Linked DNA regions of Neogale vison: region 1 is linked to region 2. The links are chromatin contacts, called in public Hi-C maps. All regions are on one chromosome and are shown on one strand. The core of a region is the stretch at or near the end of the contact, and the rest is flanking DNA. Distances in the headings are between cores, read along the strand shown. Region 1 has its middle 95 kb from the start of STMND1. Region 2 has its middle 86 kb from the start of ATXN1.

Evidence for each region. A called contact is a pair of places that touch in the nucleus more often than the background predicts.
Region 1: a contact with region 2 is called in a Hi-C map of fibroblasts, with 7 times the contacts expected there. The contact joins two enhancer-like sites. A contact is called at or near these places in 2 of 3 Hi-C or Micro-C datasets (fibroblasts and muscle).

The regions. Positions count from the first base shown.
Region 1 is chr1:139,457,258-139,459,957 of ASM_NN_V1, reverse strand. No RefSeq gene overlaps it. Among named protein-coding and RNA genes, the nearest start is that of STMND1, 95 kb to the left of the region's middle. Within about 2 kb of position 1,412, the one cell type or tissue checked has open chromatin away from gene starts, as enhancers often do. A contact at or near this core is called in fibroblasts, where this site is marked.
Region 2 is chr1:139,289,384-139,292,083 of ASM_NN_V1, reverse strand. No RefSeq gene overlaps it. Among named protein-coding and RNA genes, the nearest start is that of ATXN1, 86 kb to the right of the region's middle. Within about 2 kb of position 1,338, the one cell type or tissue checked has open chromatin away from gene starts, as enhancers often do. A contact at or near this core is called in fibroblasts, where this site is marked.

The sequences.
Region 1 (2,700 bases), core at 163-2,662, 170 kb before region 2:
TGAACTTACAGTGGTGATCCTTTTGCCATGATCCTTTTGCGATATGGGCGAATATCAAATCATTATGTTGCACCCCCGAAACTAACGTAATGTTACATGTCAGTTATCTCCAGGCAAAAAGACAGAGGCTCAGGAAGGTGACTCCGACTTGTGAATGAGGGGCAGAGAGACAGGCGCAAAGGGCTCATCCTAGCAAGCTCCTTTCAAGGCCCTCGTCAGAGAAAAAACACTTCTCTCTCCCACCAAAAAAAAAAAAAAAAAAAAATTGAAGCAGTCATTGGCCTTCCGCCAAATCATGAGAATTATAGTAAAATTTGTCTGTTTCATTCCACGTCTTAAAACATCTTCAGAATAAACTTGATGAATGGCGCTCCAGCTCACCAAGTGATCACCCAAAGGCCAAATGTTTTGTTTCATCTGTACCGTGTTTTATAAAGTTAATCCAACATTTCCACACTGAGAGATTTCACGTAAAATGGTAGATAATGGGCTTCTCACGCGGGCTTGGAATATTTGGCAAGTGGGTCCACATTCCTCACAGTAACAACTGGCCGGTGTTGAGTCACGGCTGCCCGCGGTAAGAAGGTCCAAACCCACCCCTTTCTGTCACAGCCTCCCCTCCTTCCAGCTGCATTCATGACTCCAGGCTGCCTAAATACCACTGCAAAATTTTAAAACGAAAGTTGACATCTCTGAAATGCCAGAATCCTCCATCCCGCCTGTCTCATGCATTTCCATGCACGATCTGGCCGGGGGAGCCTTTGAGTTTGCGATCCCTGATCATGTCCTCAGAGGCCCAGCATCTCTCCGTGGAGACCTGAGGAGGGTCTTTTACGAAGAGCTCGGGAGGGCTGGATCTTCTGTTCTTGGCCTTCCGGCCCCCTGGCTAGTTTTCAGTCATCCCAACACAGACACACACACACACACACACACACAGTGTCAGATTTTCTCGCTAGAAAACTCTGCTCCTTGTCATCAAGACTTTTCTTCCTGCCTGCTTGGTTCGTGCTGTTCTTCCGTCCCGGAACGCCCTTCCTCTTTTCATCTCATGTCTAATTGTCCTTCGGGCTCAGCTTCCTGGATGATTAACCTGACCCATGTGATTGGAAGCTCCCACGGCATCAAGTCAATAGAAGAAACAAGGTGCTGTTTTGATTTTCCCAGGCCAGGGGATAAGCGCCTTAAGTTTGCCAGCCTGTCATTCCTTTGAATCTTCCCTGATGTCCAGGTGGGTGCTGGGCAAACAGATCTTCTCAATAGACCCTGCGTGCTTTGACTCAGGGTTCTCTCCGTGGCCGAGCAGGCGATGCAACGCCCACACGGGCCCACTAGAGGTCGCCTGTCTACACACATCGTGCCCTGCCCAGGTTCCGTGCAGCACACACATTACCAGAGCCTCTGGAAGTAGGGCAGGCTCATTTATTTCCTCTCCAACACAGCCTCGGGCCATCAGAGCTTCTGATGTCAGGGTCCCCGCCGTGCAAGCCGCGGAATGAAAACACTGCAAATAAGAAAGGTCACTGCATCCTCTCTACACATTTACTTCTCACCTGAAATCTCCCCTTCACTTAGCAACATCTCAGCTCAGGGTCTGAATGTTTTTCCCCACTCAATATTCTGGCAGGAGGGAGAAGCACGCTGTGACTAAGATGCATGTGTGTGTGTGTGTGTGTGTGTGTGTGTGTGTGTGTTTACAGATTATTGCATCAGATCTGTGGCCCGGCGACGTGTCAGGAAAGGTTTCCATCCACCCTTTTCTCCTCCAATCCCTGCGAAGTTTCTGACCAGGGCACGGATGCTCTGATTCTGTTCTGATTTGGCTTCCGCTGGTCTCTAGAATAAGAGATTAACCTTTTAAGACACGGCCCTTATCAAATGGCCAGCCTTAACGTAGTGGCAGTCAGGTTTTATTTGAAAAATTTAGTGAGCCCAGAGCAACAATAGAAAGGGAGCACAGTGGGTCTGAAAACAGGACAGATGCCACAGAGGAGGGGAGGGCAGAAGTGTAGGTACCTAAGGTAAGCCAAGTGCCCGGCAGGGTGTCATGTTGGCATCTCAGACCATGATGCTGACATTAGCTGAGTCACAGCCGTTGTAAAGGCTTGGCAAGGGAATATGTTCATTGCAGAGATTTAAATGGAAGCCCAGACCCGGGGAAGAAAGCTAGCATGTAGCTCGGCTTGGAATAGTGAAGACCTTGGAATCAAAGCCCTAAGGGCAAGGTTTGTAAGCAGGGCTAGCTTGTTTCAAGCCACTGGCAGATTCTAAGTAGCATTCAGACCCGCTGACAAACTCTTTTTTTTTTTTTAAGATTTATGTCTTTATTTTTAGAGCGAGTGTAAGGGGAGGGGCAGAGGCAGAGAATCTTTAGCAGACTTCCAGAGCTCGATCCCATGACCCCAAGATCAAGACCTGAGCGGAAATCAAGAGTCAGAGGCTTAACCGACTGAGCCACCCAGGTGCCCCTAGACCCACTCACAAACTTTAAAGGATAGACCAATTTGCATGTCTCTTTCATCCATTACCAATACACCTATCAAAATGATGCACTAATTAGTAGAGGCAGTGTAGCATCTCTCAAGCCAGAGCACCTGAGTGGGAATCACAGTTCTGACATTTACTAGCCATGATTTAAACTCTCTGCCTCAGTTTATTCATCTGTGAAATGGGATTAATAATAGTACCTACCTCACAATGAAG
Region 2 (2,700 bases), core at 89-2,588:
CTTTCCTACTCCATCGGACCTTTTGTGTATTGGTGGTGTCATGAGAGACCATCCACACATCCAGAACTGATGACCTTTGCAGATTTATAAAGGAAAGAGATCAGACTGTATAGGTAAATAAAGAGAAAAAAGGAAGAACACAACAGGTCTGGAATCACAGATCTCATTAAGAGGGTGTATTGGTTTGCCCAAGCTACAGTAACAAATGGCCACAAACTGGGTGGCTTGAAACAAGTTCTCTCACAGTTCTGGAAGCTAGATATCAGACTTAAGGTGTCAGCAGGGCCGTGCTTCCCCTGGGGCTCTAGGGAAGCATCCTTCCTTGCCTCTTCTAGCTTCTGGTTGCTTGTCTTATGGCAGCGTAATACTGGCCTCTGTCTTTGCTTGGCCTTCTTCTCTGCATCCACTCTGGGTCTCTGTGTTCCTCTTCTTCTTAAGAGGTTAGCAGTCCTATTGAATTAGGGACCATCCTAACCCAGGAAGACCTCATTTCAACGAATGACATCTGCAAAGACGCTGTTTGCAAATAAAGCCACACTCAAGAGCTGCTGGGCTTAGGACTTCAGTCCATCTTTTTGGGGGGGCTAAGGATTCACCCTGCCACAGAGGGCAACAGGAACTCACGTGAAGAAATGACCTGTGGGACGAGGCATCGACGAGGAGTCATGAACTAAAGGAAAACAGTTGCATGCTGAAATGATAAGCAGAGGTCAAGATGGTCTGGAGAGGTACAGGAAGTGTTCTGATAAGAGACGCTCTCACTTAGGATACTCTTTCCATCTGTGCTGATGGCCCTGATTTTTTTTTTTCTGTCAGAGTTTTAAAAAAATATTGTATAAATAAAAAGAATAAGAAAATAGCACTTCTCTGACTCACACGTTGGGCAGAGCACAGACTTTTGTGATCATCAGGAAAGACTTCACAGAAATGTTGATGTTTGTGCAGGATCTCAGGGTATGAGGATAAGTCACCATGCAAAGAAGAGGTGCTGGGGGGGGTTGTTGAGGGGAGGGGGCTTCCCATACAGACAGACAAGCACATGCAAAAGCACAGTGTTATTTCAGGGATAAACTCTTTACTTCTGCAAGCAGGGTGAAAAGCCTTTAAAGGCAATGCTGATCTCCTCGACCCAATCTGCATTACTGAGAAACAGTGTTATAAAATGAAGGCGGGGAGGAGGGGGACGTTTTTGGTTTTAATCAATGCACAAATAGCCCACGGATAACCTGAAAGAACACGAGGAGCCTATAGAGGGAGGAGTTAATTGCTGGACGCATTCGCCAAAGCACAAATCTGGAAACCCCACCCTCAGCCAGATCTGGAGAAATCAAAGGGCTGAATGTGGTATAAATTCTTCTGCCCTGATTGCATAAGGAGATCTGCCAACATTTTTTCTCTGATATATTCCTTTCTGCATCAAGGACTGAACCGGGTTCTGAAAAACCCGATGGTGAACTGAGATGGGCAGTTCTGAATCACCCCCACGATCTAGGAAAATGAACTCCCCACTGAGCTCCCCGAAGAAGCACCCTCGCTTGTGGCCCCTGACATCGGGCATCAGGATCTGGCCGGGATCCTGTCATAGAGCGACTCCCCTTTTTTGGCAGAAGAATGTACAGGATGCCAGTAAAGTTCACCCTGGGTCATCTAAGTCTCTTTAAATGCGCGATGATTCATTGCTGGGGTGGGGGAGAGAGAGGACCGTGAGGGGGAAGGAAGTGCGGAGCGGAGAGGCGGAGCGATGTAATTATGAAATTGACTGCAGGGAAAAAAAAAAAAAAGCGAGCTCTGGGAGTGATGGGGTCACATGTTCTTACTATTGGTGTTTCAGCTACAACTTTTCCACGGGGGAGGAGGGGGGAGGGGAGGGGCTGGGAACCAGATCCCGGAAGGTGATTGGCTTTCGGAGGGGATGCGGGCACCAGACGCCTGACATATTTATTAGCCTCCCAACGTGTGGCTTTCTCCTCCTTTCTGACAAAGAGAGAAAAGCTCTCTGGTGACAGTACAGTTAGAATAAAAATCTGGCTGCAGTGGTAGGAGGGAACCATTCGTCTTCTTCTATTTGATTTACTCGCACTCGGGCTGACAGGGTCTTCCATTCTGTGCGTTCGTTTTGTACTTAAAAAGGGATTGTTTGTAATTTACAGCTTAAGTCGGAGTGCTATTATTCTGCTCTGTCAGAAAGCATCTGTGGCAGGAGCTTTTGTTTCCGGTCTATGCTGCAGACACCCGGGCAAATCGGCATCTTCAGGCGTCAGTCTAGAGAGCTTCCCCAACTCTGCCAGCAGGGAAACTTGCAAGGGGCCTGGCAGAAAAGGGTTCTTTCTGCAGATAACAGACAGCCCTCTCTGAAAGCCAGCTTCCTCCGTGAACTCTAGTTATGTAGGTCAAAAAGCGAAGTTTGCCAATGCATTTTTTCCCTGACCCTGCCTTTTTGGGGATAAATTTGATAAATTCCTCATAAAATAATTTTCTTAAACCCTCCCCCCCCCCCCCCCCCCCCCGCCACCACCACTTTATTTGGGTTAGCTTCTCCTGGCCCATGTTGACTCAAGAAAAATAAAGTAAGTGAGAGAGCTCAAAACGGTGTATTTTAATGTCATACGCTGGAAAAACAAAGAACTCCCATAGCAATCTGATGTTTATTTTTTTAGCCCGTTGTTGCCCCCATCTTCTTTTGAAGGCATCCCAAGCTCA